2 separate regions of the Triticum aestivum genome follow, and region 2 is linked to region 1. Evidence: chromatin contacts called from public Hi-C data. All regions are on one chromosome and are shown on one strand. The core of a region is the stretch at or near the end of the contact, and the rest is flanking DNA. Distances in the headings are between cores, read along the strand shown.

Region 1 (7,787 bases), core at 1,996-4,495:
TTATAGTAGTCGCTAATACTCTCCCAAAACATGGTCTCGATTTGATTTGTTCTGATGTCACATCCATCGAGTTGGTGCACCAAGCGTCGCAAAGCGCAATGTCCTCCTTTTGGTTCTAGCTTTGGGTGCGTCACCTTGGGACCTTGGTTCTTGATTCGGTCACCTCCACAACCTCCTCCTCCTCCCCCTCCTCCTCCTCGGCCACCACCTCGGCCTCCTCCTCGACCACCTCCTCGGCCTCCTCCTCCTCCATGCATTGGGTGGCCGAATGATCCCAAAATGAGTCGTAGTTGAGCTCTTCAAGGCCAATGGCGGTCGAGGACTCCAACGATGCGAGGAATTCGGTCGTGTTCATCTCCGCACTACAATATCAAAGCAAACACTATCAACAATCATTACCGATCACCGACAATCACTATTGCATAGAGACACGACGTGAGGTTTTTATTATTACCTTATTAGCATTTCATCGAGCACTTGGCAGCCGCCATACTTATTGCTGGTTGCAGCCGCCGCTCGCGCCGGAGCAGTCGCCGTGGAGGCTGACGGAGTTGCAGCATGAGGCGTCGACCTAGGACGACATGCTACTTTGGCCTTCTTCATCTTCTTCTTCGCGACCGCTCCGCCGCCACCACCGTCAGCTTTCGGGCCTGTTTGCCTTCGATAAGTGCAGCGGGAGGGCGCCGTGTCCTTGTCGGAGAGGCGGTGGCCACCCCAGAGACCATTAGAGCGGTTGGAGAAGGAGCTTGGACACGGTGGTTCTTCTTCATACCCAAACTCTTCGGCGGCGGCGAACGCGACGCGTGGGTGGTTTCCGGAGGCAAAAGTCGATGGCAGTGGCCGGGCTATCCATTCCAGCCGGCCCGGCGGTCATCAGTGGCGACAGCTATGTTGGTGGGAGACAGTGCGGCACGGGAGGGGCGAGAGGGAGAGGCGTCAGTTTTACTCGGCCGTGGCGGGATGGAGTAAATTTAGGGAATTTTTTGAGAAAATAGAGAGGTGGGGTAAATAAATTACTTCACTAGAGCATCTCCAACAAACGCCCAAAAAGAGCTCCGCGCATTAAAATTTTGTTTTTTTGCCGCCGCACAGCTCCAGCAGGCGCTGTAGCGCTAAAAGTTTTTGGCACGCGCTGAAAAACGCTATCCCGCGAAACATATTTTGCGCTCCAGATTACGCGCGCTTAACAATTTGCACTGCGTGCTTTTTGGACGCGCGTTTTTAAGCGTCTACTATAGCAATGTTGGTTCAGACGCATTAAGGTGGTGTTTGGTTCTCTAGTCCTAGGACTTTTTCTAGTCCCAACTAAAAAGTCCCTAGTCCCTAAAAAGTCTTTCCCTGTTTGTTTTCAGAGACTAAAAAGTCCCTAGTCCCTTCCTAGGGGCTATTAAATGACCATGTTGCCCCTAGTATATAGAAAAATAACAATCAAACAACACCATGGGGTGGCGGGCCAATGGATGCATGGAGGGGCATTGATGGAAAAGTCCCAAAAAGTCTCAAAAAGACTCTCCTTGAGAGTCTTCTTCATTTAGTCTCAAATGCCTAGTTTAGTCCCTAAAAAGTCTCTCCCGTTTGGTAAAAAAGTCTCTATGAGGGACTTTTTCTAGTCTCTACACAAAAAAGTCTCTGGAAACAAACATCATCTCAAAGTGTTAAAATGACGCGCTATAATTTTTATTGGGCGCGAAATTTTTGTGCGGCAGTTGGAGATACTCTAATCCAGAAATTTTACTCCCTTACGTTCTTTTAGAGGATCGGTTAGAACTTAGAAATGCACCTAGTCCGGGAGGATTCCCTGCCCCTATCTCAACCGCCCATCTGCACATAAAATGGCTAAATTTTGTTCTCCTGCGTAGAGGATCTTGCCACGGGTCAGATATTAGCTGCTCACCCCGAACCAAACGGGAGAAAGGCAGAAAATCCAGTGCACGAACAGCAGTGCCCATTTTGTATCTTTGTGAACAGCTTTATGCTTTTTGCGTTGCGCACATCAAGAATTCATTCACTGATCGACTGAGTCAGCTCAGTTCACTCGCCGGCAGTTTAGCCGGACTTCGCCGTTCTTCCCGGTGAGCGCCAGGTTGCCCATCCTCACCATGGCGGCGGCGAAGTCTACCGCGAAGAGCGTGGCGTTGGCGGCGTAGGCGCGCACGAGCGCGTCCGTGCTGCCGTTGCCGACGCCGCTCCCGTAGAGCTCCTGGTCGGAGCGCAGGAGCACGCGGCGGGCGACGAGGTCCTGGAAGTAGCCGTTGTCGAACGCGGCGGGGGCGCGCAGCTCGAGCGGCGCGAGGTTCCCGTCGCCGCCGGCGGAGGGGCAGGCCTTGGCGCGTATCTGGGTGGCGAAGGCGGCGTCCACGGCCTCGTTACCGGTGTCGTTGTAGATGTGCGTGCGGAAGGTGGTGCAGCGTGCCCAGCCCACGGTGTGCGCCCCGGACAGCGCGGTGAGGGCGCGCGCGTCCAGGCCCTTGTCGCTGAACCTGGCGAGGAGGTCGGGGAGCCTCGCGTCCGGCGGCGGCAGGTTGGCGTTCGCCGCGTTCTGGCTCGCCGAGAGCCCGTCTCGCCGGCCCAGCTGCACCGTCCAGCTCGGCCCCCCGAGCTGCACGCACGCGGCCACCGTTAGTAATGCCACCGGCCAGGATGCCAGAAAGAGGGAGAGGGAGAAGCGGGTACCGACCAGGCTGACGGCGTCGCGGGCGGCGAGCGCGACGATGTCGGCGCAGGAGACGGTGGCCTTGCAGGAAGCCTCGACCTGCGCCTTGATGGCGTCGATGACCTCGTAGCCGCGCAGCGAGTTGGCGTTCGGCCCGGCGTTCTTCTCCCCCGTGAAGTTGGCCGTGTCGTCCAGCAAGACGGAGGCGTCGCACCCCTGCGCACGCATCCACACTCAGCACGCAGTTGGCAGGATGTAACTCGTGACCGGCCGGAACCGAAACGTACATTGACGAAGCAGTCGTGGAAGAAGAGGCGGAGGATGGACGCGCCCATGCGCGCCTCCTTCTGCACGGCCTGCGCCATGCCGCGGCGCACCACGGACTGCAGCTCCGGACACGAGGCGTCGTAGAACGCCGGCGACATCTGGCCGTCGACGACGACCACAACGGCCGCCGCCGCCGCCGCGAGAACAAGCACGACGACGCGCGCCTGGAGCATCCCCATCGCCCCGCCCACACTTCCAGAAAGCAACGGCTAAAGGAGAAAGGGAAGATCCTCCGCCGCAGCGAGAGTGAAGTGTTAAGCACGTCCGTATATATGGACACTCACACGCTGATCAAACGTTGGATGCCGCGGCAGCCTGTGCGCTGTTCGCTGCTGGATCGGGACGGGGTCGGGGAGGGGATCTTGTCGCTATCGTTTGGAAGGTGACAAGTGACAGGCAGTAGGATTGCTTGGGTGGTGGCCACTGGGGGACGTACGTACGTGCTGCGATCGAGCGGGCGGGCGCGGCCGTGGATGGTAGCGCCAGCCGGAGCGAGCACGGCGGTCGAGACACGGCCGGGACGGAGCCCCATGGATGGATGGAGTGGCCCGGCCGGCCAGAGGCACACGCCAATGGCCACCGGAGGAGTGTGCGTCGCGTGCATGGCAGTGCATGTGGCACCAACCAGCAGCGATCGAGCATCAATCAGTCAGCAGTACTGTGCGTTGCAAGTTGCCACGATTCCGGACAAACGGCCGGGCCATCCCCGAGCTCGTAAATCGGAACGCTGGCCAGTGATCGCACTCGTAAATCGGACGGTGAAATAAGCAGGGATAATCGGACGGTCACAGGCCTGCACTATTGCTGGATCCGTCCACTCCATTTCCATCCATACCATACTGACGCTACGTACCTACGAAGCTTTGCCCATGTGCACTTCTCGTCAGTAATGGGCAGACCGGCGGTAGTATAATTTGGAAGGCGGGTGCCCGCCCAAATTTGGGCCGATCGGCCTGCAGCCATCCCATCTGATGGATCGTAACCGTCGCATGCCACACGTGTATGAAAATTTTCTCATGCATCTCGCTCTCTTTCATCTTGCCGGCTGCACAGACTCTCCGATGGCCATCCCCCGCCGGACGTCCTCATCGCCTGTCCCCGCCTCCGCCGGCCGTCCTCGACTCCTCATCGCCGTTCGCCGCCCTCGCTGGCCGTCCTCGTCGTCGTTCGCCTATCCTCGCCTCCCACGGTCAGCACGCTCACCGAGCCTCTGTTTGTAGCAAAGACGAAGATGGTCGTAGCAAATAAACGAGCCGGTTGTGGCAAAAAAATAAGTCGCCGTGCACGGTCATCACACTCACCATCCTCTGGTTGTGGCAAAAAAGCCGGTTTTAGCAAACAACGAAGCCGGTTGCACCTTTTCGTCGTCGTCCATGGCTTCCCTTGTCTATGGTTGAAACCTTTTTTGCCGTCAGTTAAAGCTTTTCTCGTAGCGAGTTCCACCTTTTGGGTTTGCGCAATGCCCCACCTTCAAAAATCAGTATTCTACTTGAATCTTTTTCCAGAACGATGGTAGCTTTCTTATGACGATTGCAGCTTTTAAATTACGCAGTGTCTCGGTTGAAGCTTTTTATGCCGTCGGTTGAAGGTTTCGAATCAAACAGTGGAAACTTTCGTTGAACGGTTCCAGCATCACCGTGCTGTCGTGCGCCATTGACGAGCACTAGCGCCGCGCGCGGCCCTCTTGCAGTTCCCCCGCCTCGCGACTTCTCCATCGTCGCCGTCTTCTCTGCCCCCCCCCCCCCCCCCCCCGGCAGCAAAAAGTCTTGTCATGCCGGTGCGGTGCGTTGGATGGTGGAGATGAAGGAAACCAAGCGGTTGCTCCGCGTGACGGGGAGGGGGGAGAGATAATGAAGAAAACGATTCGAAGGAGAAGCGCTCCCGTGGCCTGCGTGTCGCACGATCGAGAGCGATCGCAAGGCGCGCACATGCGGCGCAATGGAACATTTCCCAATTTGGAAGCATGCTTCTGAAATCATGGTCGTATGCATGCGTGCATGCGTTTCTTGATTTGCAGAATCTTTGTCGTCGCTTCCAGACCACGGGAGATGATCGAGCATGGATGGTGCGCCACCGACCGGCCATCATTTGTCTCCCATTGGCCGCGCGATCAAGTGATGTTGGCAGAATCACATACCGTTTTTACATCGGGGGTTCCCAGGTTGTAAGAGTTCCATTCGGTTTGCAAAGGTGACCATTGCACATTTGGATAGGCTCTCCCCTTCGACTACGATGCCTTCTTTGTAGGCCTGGATATTCACTCACAGAACCTAGCCGGCATCATATCTTGAGATTAACGAAGTTATGATCATAGGTGTCTCGTAGTCGACGGAAGCGTCTTCTTTTACAAATAGATTGTCCTAAAAGCGTCATATTCTACCAGCCCAAGTTATGCTATTGAATTCCTCTAGCAGTCCCGGTATGAGCATTTCATTCCCTTTTTCAAACTCCATTTCTTTTTATATAACAATCCCTGATTAAAGAGAGAACAATATTCATCTTAAAACATTTCTAACAGATTCCTTAGTTCGCACTGATGAACTAATGTCACTCGACTATTATCAACCTAACTGCAATATTTTTCTGTCGCTAAGGATTGCACCAGAGCGAAAAGTCTAAAATAAATATAGAAAAATGCGAGCACCAGTGACAAGTGTAGGTATCATACTCTCTTCATTCAAATGAATAAGACGTGTAAGCATTCAAAAATCCAACTTTGACCACCTAAATTTTACCATTGAACAGTTCTTTGGAATACGAATCCAATGACATAATGTCACATACAATCCACAATTGATTGGTCCAATTCAGTGTCAAAGTTTAATTTTAAAATGTGTGTTTGTCTTATTGATAGGAATAAAGAGAATAATACTTAGTTATCCATATGGTTAGGAAATCCCTAACCATTCATGCTTCGTTTGCATCGCTTAATTCGAGAATTTTTGTTTCTTACCCAGGTAACCGGCGGACAAGAGCAACCAACTTGAGGCCTCACGCTAGTACTGAGTTGACGGGATGATATATACTATTTGGCAGTCACTGTACAACGCTAGCACATCAGGTCGTGGCGCGACTAACTCTCACTTGACGCGAGAAAGTAGCAAGCCTCGCCTCAAGCACATGCGAAAATGGGCCAGCCCAACACAGACCACAGGCCTTCAACGCGTTTCTTTTAATCCGTTTTTTCACATTATTTTCTTTCGTTTTCTCTTTCACTTTTCCTTATATATTTAAATATCCTAAATATATCTATTACAAAAACCAGTTTCCACAAAGTATTTGAAAAATGTTGATCATGCATTTGAAAAATGTAAAATGTATGTAGAAAAGTGTTTCTAATGTATATGGAAATTGTACAATGTGTATGCAAAAAAGTAGAAATCAAAAAATTATGAGAAAATGTTAAATGATGTATTTGAAATCATTCGCATCTTTGATACTGATGCGCTCGTAAACCTGACTTTGAATTAATACAAATGTAATTTTATTTTTTATCTTAGAACAACGGACATATGTTTTATCCTGCAAAAGAAAAGTGTTATTTATATCTCATGATATTTACTACTGTATGTGTTAATGTATCCTATGATTTCCACCCGCAAAAAAGTTTGTATACTATGATTTTGAACCTTCAAGTTCTTGCCCCCCCCCCCCCCCCTATCATTATTTTCTGGCTCCGTCCCTGAATGTGAAATAATGTTCTCATAGGTTCAAACATAAGTATTCCCATGAAACAAATTTATGCAACATTCTTAAGAAATACTCAGGTGTTTCCAAGAAAAGTTTGTTAAATTTGTTAAAATATTTATACGTCATTAGAAAATGTCCAATGTGTATTTTCAAAATGTTGACCATGTATTTCAAAAAGTGTTTAAAACCATATATGAAAAGAAACACTCCCTCCATTCCAAAATATAGTGCTTCATCTATTCCCGTGCTTCTACTTTGACCGTAAATTTAACCAACGAGACCGACTGCAAAAGTTATACTAGTGAATTCGTATTCAAAAGAAGTTTTCAATTATATATTTCTTTCTCCCGCTGCAGTCAGTCTCATTGGTTAAATTTGTGGTCAAAGTTGGACCTCGGAAAGCACGGGCGCACTATATTTTGGAATAGAGGGAGTATATATACATCATGTATTTGATAAATGTTCAACATGCATCAAAAAAAAATTCACGTGTACACCAAAAAAAATATCGTGTACTGAAAAATGTAGACGTCTGTTAAAAACCAATGAAAACCGAAAAAAGAAACAAAAGATAAAATCAATGAAAAGCAAAAAAACTAAAGAAAATAAAATAAAAGGAAACAATGAAAACCAAGAAAAAAACTATTAAAACCGGTGAAAATACGAACAAAGAAAATAAAGGAAATAAAAAACAGAGAAACCATCTGAAAAACAAGCAAAACTGAAAAACCGAAGAAAATGAGTGAAGAAACATAGAGAACCAACGAAAAAACAAAAGAAGAAGAAAACCTAGAAAAAAACAAGTCGAAACTAGTACAGTGACCGAACAAAACCACAAGTGTGTGGAATGAAACTTAACGAACGAGAGTGGAGTTTGGAACCCGGGTGCATTGGAGGACCTTGTTTCAACTAGTTACAGATCGTGTTAAAAGTTTTAAAAAAAATCCAAAAAGAATTCTACATGATCATATTGATGTACATTACATATGCGTAAGTTTGGTGATGAAATAGGTAAACATTTGACCTATAGAAAAATAACAAACTTGTGATTTCTAAATAGCGAATAATAAATGCATTCCAAAATTACGATTTTGCCATTTTTTGTGTAACTTACATG
Region 2 (7,787 bases), core at 3,451-5,950, 240 kb before region 1:
GCACCTTTATGATCACCCAGTTACGTTATGATGTTTGATAGCACACAAGGTATTCCTTCGATACCCGGGAGTTGTATGATCTCATGGTCGAAGGAATATGTATTTGACATTAAGAAAGCAGTAGCAATAAACTGAACGATCATATGCTATGCTAACGAATGACTCTTGTTCATCACATCATTCTTCTAATGATGTGATTTCGTTATCAGGTGACAACACATGTCTATGGTTAGGAAACCTTAACCATCTTTTGATCAACGATCTAGTCTAGTAGAGGCTCACTAGCGACACGGTATTGATTTATGTATTTAAGTTTCTGGACAATACAACTCTAGTGTGAATAATAAACCTTTATCATGATCAAGGAAATATAACAATAACCACTTTATTATTGCCTCTAGGCCATATTTCCAACAAAATAATACTAGGCTCCTCTTCTAGTCTTAGTCCCAACAGCACCGCAAAAGCCTCCATCATTGGTGCGTCAAGCACATGAAGCGACTCGTCACATCTCTTAAAATTGCTCCACACGCGCCTGCACCTGAGAAGTGAGTGAAAACCTCCTCATTCCGTGCACATGCGACATTATCAATGAGATAACTAACCCCACATGGGGCATCTTCATACTTAGCATAGATGGGCCTCAATTTATAATCAACTGCCTTATCCTTGCCACAACTAAAGATTGGGTCACTTGTTGCACTTTTTTTAACATTATTTTTGCAATTTCTCTTGTAATAAAACAAACCATCAAACAATCTTTGCAACTTTTGTAGTGATTTCTTACTAGCTTCATTCAATTAATTCCTTCTGCTCCTCATTGAGTTTGACGCCCTTACTTATCGAAAAGTCTACGATAAATTCCATACGCTTGTGTGTTATCAAGTACAGACCCATTAGTTTGTGTAATGTTCTGTAGAAGATATGACAACCAATTATCTCCAAAGATACTTTTTTCCTTTCCGTCACCAACACGTTTTATAATTCCAAGCTTCAAATCATCATGTCCTTAAGATAATGATTGTCGCACGGTAGACGTTCTCAGACCCAACACAGCATGTGAGATAGAGCTTTCTAGGAAATACACAACCTTCAAGTTGTGCACACTTAAGTACATTGTTGTAGTTAGGACCCGCCAAGTCTCGTTCAAGCAATTGCAAATTGAACAACTCAATGTCAGTAATCCCTAATCATCCATCCTGTTTTGGCTTTGTCATGTTCTCCCATGACAGCCATGATATTTTCCGTTCACCTTTATTAACCCCTCACCCCATCAGAATTTCCACAGTAAGGAGTATGTTGGCTTAGACCTCGAGGTAACTTAAAACACACGATCGAGTATGTATGAACTTCCCGAGATACTGATTTGGTGAGAATTTCTTTCCCGATGGCAGACAGTGCTCGCTCCAACCATCATCTCACTCTTGCCCAGACTCTGTATTTGCGATACTTAAATCTACCATTATTTGATCACCCAAAAGGATGGAGGGAACCCAAGGTATCTTTTAGTTAAAGAATCATTGGCCACATTCATAATTGTTTTCATATGATCACGAAACGGTGCTAGAGCAACCCTTCCAAAAAAGACTGAATAACTATCTAAATTAACTCACTATCTCAAGGCTTGGTAGTAGTCTCTCTAAGGATCGGTTTGATGTAAGCAGCTACCTCCTCACTTATGAAAAAAATGTCATCTGCAAAGAGCAAATGATTCACATGGGGCCTAGCTGCAACCTGGATTCCCGCAAACTCAAGGGAAAAATAAATTTACGTACATTTTTTAAATTCATGAACATTTTCTAAAATTTACCCATATTTTCTAAAATTAAGAACTTTTTAATCTGTGAACATTTTTTATAGCCAGAATAATTTAACTTTTTGTACGCTTTCAAAATTTATGAACATTTTTTATGATTCATAAACATTTTTAAATTCCGTTTTTTCGAAATTCATGATTATTTTATGATTTGATAGAATCTTTTGAAATTTTGTAACATATCTTAAAGTTCATCATCATTTTTTGGTTCTGTGAATATTTTTTAAAACTCCCAAACATATTTTGTAATGCTGAATTTTTTTTAATTTATAAGAACAAATAATACATAAACATTTTAAATTTTTCATAATTTTTCTCAAAACTTCTAAAACATTTTTAGTTCACACACATTTTGTGTTGGTGCCAAACGTGAAGTGTTAGATGGGGAGTGGCTGATTTAGGCAACACGATAAGGGTGCATAGCTCGCTTATAGGACGTGAGTGCTATATCTCGCATCCAGCGAGACCTACGGTTCTCTCTCTAACAGGGTCTCCAATACTTGTGCAGGCCCATTCGCGCAGAACGGAAAAAAAAGAGGAGTAAAAAAAAAGCGAGTAGGGGATTAGAACCCTGGTCACCTGGTTGAGGGAGAGCACGGCTAGCCACTCGGTTTCGCTGGGATTTGTGACAGAGTTGTAGCACGGGTATAATTAGTCGAAACATGCTGGGTTTTGCACCGTTCCTTCTCCGTTTTTTTTTCTGTTTTTTTTGTTTTGTTCTGGTTTTCATTCGATTTTTTCTTTACTTTTGTTCGTTTTATCTTTGGTTTTATTTATTTATGTATTTATTTTTTCGTTTTATTTAGTTTCTTATCTTTTTTTCTTCTCGGTTTTCTCATTTTCTTCCGTGTTGTTTGTTTGTTTTCCTATTTCTGTTCTTTTTTTCTACATTTCTTCATTTTTGTTCCTTTTTCATCTCTTTATTTGGTTTCCATTTTTTTCCGTTTCCTTTTGTTTCTTTCTGTTTTATCTTCTCCGCTTTAGTATTTTCGTTTTCGTATTTTTCCTATATTTGTTTCTTTGGTTTTATTTTTCATTCTTTTGGTTTATTTTGTTTCTTTTTCAGTTTTCGTTTTTTTGGTTTTCATTGTTTTTTGTTTTCATTCTACCTTTTCGCATATGTCAATATTTTTTTCTAATACAAGGTTAAAAAATTTGTAATACAAGTTTAACATTTTTAATACATGGTCAACATTTTTATTATACACATTTTAAATTGTTGATCATTATTTTTTAAATATTATATGAAAATTTTTCTATGCGCATTTAACACTTTTTCAAATGCTTGACTAATATTAATATTTTTTGAACTCATAGTCAACATTTTTTTCTATATACATTTTAAATGTTCAGAAGCTTGATTAACATTTTTCAAACACGTGTTCGACATTTTCAAATGTTTGATTAATACTTTTTATATACATTATAAAAAATCAAAAAATTAATAGTTGGTGAACATGTTTCTATATGAGGTTAACAAATTTCAAATGCTTGATCAACATTTTTAAAATATGTTTAAAAAATTTAAATACATGATCAAAAAATTTGTATATACATTTTTTAAATCATTATATACAAATTTCAAAGGCGGGCTCGCGTTAAGCTAAAAGGAAGGAAACTATCGCTGAATGGTGTACAGTAGTTCGGCCGGCCCAATTTGGAGCACAGTTAAACGAAAAAAGGGAATGGTAAAATGGGAGAAACAGTGATCAATCTCCCGTCTGCTGGGAGAGGCTGGCAACGATAGCCACTGCGCCCATGTTTTGCATTCGATAAGTTGTTGGTGCAATGTGCACCTAAGGCAAACTATGCCGGTTTTCCATGTTTTTCATGCTTTTTCTCTTTTTTTTTCTTTTGTTCTTTGACAGGTTTTTCTTCATTTTTTGATTGATTTCTTTTTTCTTCTCCATTTTCCGTTAGATTTTCATTCTTAATTTCATTTTTTTCATTTTCTTTTTTCCTTTGGTTTCTTTTGTTTCTTTTTTTCGGTTTTCATTTTTTTGGTTTTTCTTTGTCTTTTCGTTTTCATTCTACATTCTTATATACATGATCAACTTTTTTTCCAATACTTCTTCAACATTGTTGGAATACTTGTTCAACATTTTCTCAAATACCTGTTCAATATTTTTATATACATGATTAACATTTTTTCAAATACTTTTCCAATATTTTTTCAATTACTTGTTCAACAGTTTTCAAATACATTCAACGTTTTACAAAAACTTGTTCAACATTTTTTATATACATAATCAATATTTTTCAAGTAGTTGTTCAACATTTTTCAAATACTTATTTAACATTTTTATATGCATGATCAACATTTTTTCAAATAGTTGTTCTACATTTTTCAAATACTTGTCAACACTTTCTGAATACTTGTTTAACATTTTTTAAATATTTTTTGAAGAATTTTTTTGTAGTATATATATTTAGAATATTTTAAAGAAAAAAGGTACAAAAATAAAAGCAAAAAAAAGAAAACATAAATTTTTTTTAGGATCAACGCGCTTTATTCAATATTCAATGTTCAAGGGGATACAAAGATGTTCTGGTGGTGAAACCAGCCGTACATGACAGACTGTAAGGATGTTGCCATCTTTGCTAATCTATGGGGTTCCCCATTGTTCTCGCGTTGTTCATGACTAAAAGAGCACGATTGAAACAATCCCGCCCGCACCTGGATTCCCTTCAAAATAGTTCTGTAAGGACGAAGGTGAGTTCATACTTGAAGCTCCTTCACGACTCTCAGACAGTCGGATGCGACACTTAAGTTATTAACATGAAAAAACATAAATAAAACAGGAAAATAGTCTGTGGTCTCCCGCGCTCATGGGCCGGCCCACCTCGCTCGCCCCTTCAGGGAGTCCGAAGCCAGACTCGCTGAAGGCGATATATAGACATGTGCCTAATTGCAAGCTGTAGGCAGCCATCGCTTGAAGATAGCTAGTAGTGGACCAGCTCAAGTTTCTCGCCACATTCATTCGTTTGGTACGGTCGTTCATTGTTCTTTTTTTTCTTTTATAACCTTTACTTATATGAAATGAAAAATATCGTATTTACTTCAAAAAAGTTAAAATCGAGAATTTCAAAGATGTTAACATAGTGTAAATATTTTGTTAGCATAACTTAAAAAATGTTAATAGTTTTTGAAACAATGTTTGTGAAAAAAATGTTCATGCGTTTCGTAAACATGTACATGAACTACTTCTAAAAAAGTTCATATAATGCAAAAAATATGCATAAAAATGTTTTGGACACATAAGAAAAATGAATGATGCATTTGAAAAAAGAAGACATCAAAACAATGGGTATAGAGAAATACGTTCAAAAAATGTTAAACATGTACAAATTTTTTTGGATGTATACAATGTGTACAGAAACAATAGACATCAAACATATATTTGAAAAATGTTAAACGTATATTAAAAATATTTTTGACATACACGAAAAATGTACAATGTGCAAGAAAAATGTAGGGATGTATTGAAAGTGAAAAGGTAAAAAAACAAAGAAAACCTAGAAAAAACCCGATGAACACCAGCAAAGAAACGGAAAAGAAAAGCAACAAACAGAAGAAAAACAAAGAAAACCGAAAACAAGAAAGAGAAACCAATTTTAACGAATTAAATAAAAAATAATGAAAACTTGTGAGAAAACAAAGTAAACTGAAGTATAACAAAGAAAAAAAAAAGATTATAGAAAACCGGTGAAGAAATAGAAAATCAAAGAAAAAGCAGAAGAGAACGAAAATAAAGAAAGAAAAGAACAAGAGAGCAACTAATCAAGGAATACCCCTTGTGGTTGCCCCGCAAGGATCACTTTGGTGGGCTAGGAGTGCGCCACTTGGCGCGCTCTCAGCCGCCGGCACATGTAGCATGCTCAGCCCTTCCTTAGGATCTTGTTTTATTTTTCTGTACGCGTTCACAGGTTTTAGATTGTTTTTTCAGGTTTTCACTTTTCGCCCGGTTTTGCCTAGTTTTTTGAGGAAAAAAATTGAACTTTGTTTTGCGCAAAAACGCACTTTTTTGTATTCCATGGGATGTGCAAATTTTCTTTCCATAAAGGCACAGATTTTCTTCTGCGACTCTCAGAATGAAACAACGTGTTTTCGTGGCACAAATTTGTTTCCACAAGGTTCCTCCCAAAAAGGATAAAAAAATGTGTTTTTTTTCTTCAGTGAGAAATACAAATTTGCTTCTCGTGGACACACAGATTTGCTTCAGCGAGATGGACAGTAGTTTCTCGAAAGGAAAAAAGTGAAAAAGTGTGCTTCCTGCTCGGTTTTCTTTCTTGTTGTTTTTTAGTGAAAAGAAAAAATTCATCGAAACCTGTTAACATGGGATCTAATTTTGAAGATCTCAATGTGAGAAATCCAATTGTGAAAACGGTTCAGGACTTGGACGCACGTTTTAAGATATTTTTTTTAATAATAAATCTAAAAAAAAGAGAAACTCCCAGATTGCGACAAGTGGCGCACATACAATGTGCCACTTGTCAATCCATGAGAAGGCGGGAGAGACCTTTGCAAATGGTACCCCTTAATTAGTGATCTCAAAAGAACAATCAAACAGACAATCACACAACTGAGAATACTGGACCGACCCATATGCGTGGGCGCTATAAGCAAGATATAGCTCCCACGGCGTGATAGTGGGGTGCGCGTTACATGAGTTCCTAACCGGCGTCCGATCGCAGAAATGGTACTCGCACAGATTCAAAAAGAAACCACTAATTCAAAAAAAAGTTTATTGATTTTGAAAAAAGTTCACGAATTTTTAGAAAAAATTCATGAATTTGGAAAAAAATGCGAGTTTGAAAAAATTCATTGATTTTGAAAAAAAATCATCAAATTTGAAAGAAGTTCGTGCGCTTTTATTTTTTTCTAAAAGTGAAGAAAAAGTAAAAATATTAAATAAAGAAACAGATAGATAAAGAATAAACCAAACAAAACCAGTCAAAAAAACAAATTGAAAAAGAAAAAAACCGGCTGGGGGATGGAAGATTCCTTTGGGCCGGCCCTAGATCGAATAGGAAATGCTGCGTGTTACACGCTATAGGAGCTCTACTCTTATTATATTTTGATGAGGGGTGAAACCAGGTTTTAGTGCTCACAATTCACATCTAGTGGGATACAAAACATCATGGGGTTCCAACCACCAGAGATGTGGGCCCTAATCTAGGGAATGAGAAAACTTGGCTAGTATATCGGCTTCATAATTCGGAGCCCTACTTTCATAAATAAATTTACAAGTGAATCCTACTGCTCGGGCCTTAATCTCTGTAATGATAGGTCCATGTAAACCACTCGTTCCATATTACGTATTATTGTACCGAAGACAGTCAATTTGTGACATCTGTCCACTATTTCTGTTGTGCTTACACAGTTTACCACCCCGGCAATTAGAAACAAAGCATCACATCTTGGTAGTTCTGTAGTCTGAGCAGCGTCATGCCTTGTTTGCAGAGCAGGACATCTTTACCCCGTGTCCCTGTCAATGTTATAGCTGCGAGAATTTAACTGTTGCAGATTGAGGTGATGTACCTTTATCATGAGTTTCTACTGTAGCGGCGTCATCTATATTGGATTTGATGTAGATCCTCAACTAATCGAACAGTTTTGAATCCAAACGAATACACGTATGTAAATGAGTTGAGCTTAGCCAAGTCAGAGCATCTCTAGCAGACCCCTTATATCGCGCCGAACTGTAAAATAACCGCCGGTTTACACTTTTGCGTGAAAAAAGTGGCCGAACAGATAACGTATCACACTGCGGTCTTTAAAAATTTGGTAGGGCGCGGCAAATTCTTCACCTCAACCTTTAGAAACACGGGATGTGAGACCGACCCGAGGGTGACCCCTATCGCTAGCGAGATTTGACGGGAGGGACATTTCCGCGGGGCAGTTCCCGCTCTCCCTTCGCTCCGCCGTTATTGATCTTCCGTCGCCCGCTTTGGACCACCTTCCACGGCT

Evidence for each region. A called contact is a pair of places that touch in the nucleus more often than the background predicts.
Region 2: a contact with region 1 is called in a Hi-C map of leaf, with 4 times the contacts expected there. The contact joins the enhancer-like site here to the promoter of LOC123058109 in region 1. A contact is called at or near these places in 2 of 5 Hi-C or Micro-C datasets (leaf and an unstated tissue).

What each region holds. Positions count from the first base shown.
Region 1 is chr3A:123,227,931-123,235,717 of IWGSC CS RefSeq v2.1, reverse strand. It overlaps LOC123058109 (peroxidase P7), which reads right to left and starts at 3,245. Exons shown (of 2, transcript XM_044480932.1): 1 at 2,941-3,245; 2 at 1,829-2,869. The coding sequence starts at 3,159. The coding sequence ends at 2,027.
Region 2 is chr3A:123,470,249-123,478,035 of IWGSC CS RefSeq v2.1, reverse strand. No RefSeq gene overlaps it. Among protein-coding and RNA genes, the nearest start is that of LOC123060617, 29 kb to the right of the region's middle. Within about 2 kb of position 4,700, at least 2 of the 8 cell types and tissues checked have an H3K27ac peak or open chromatin away from gene starts, as enhancers often do.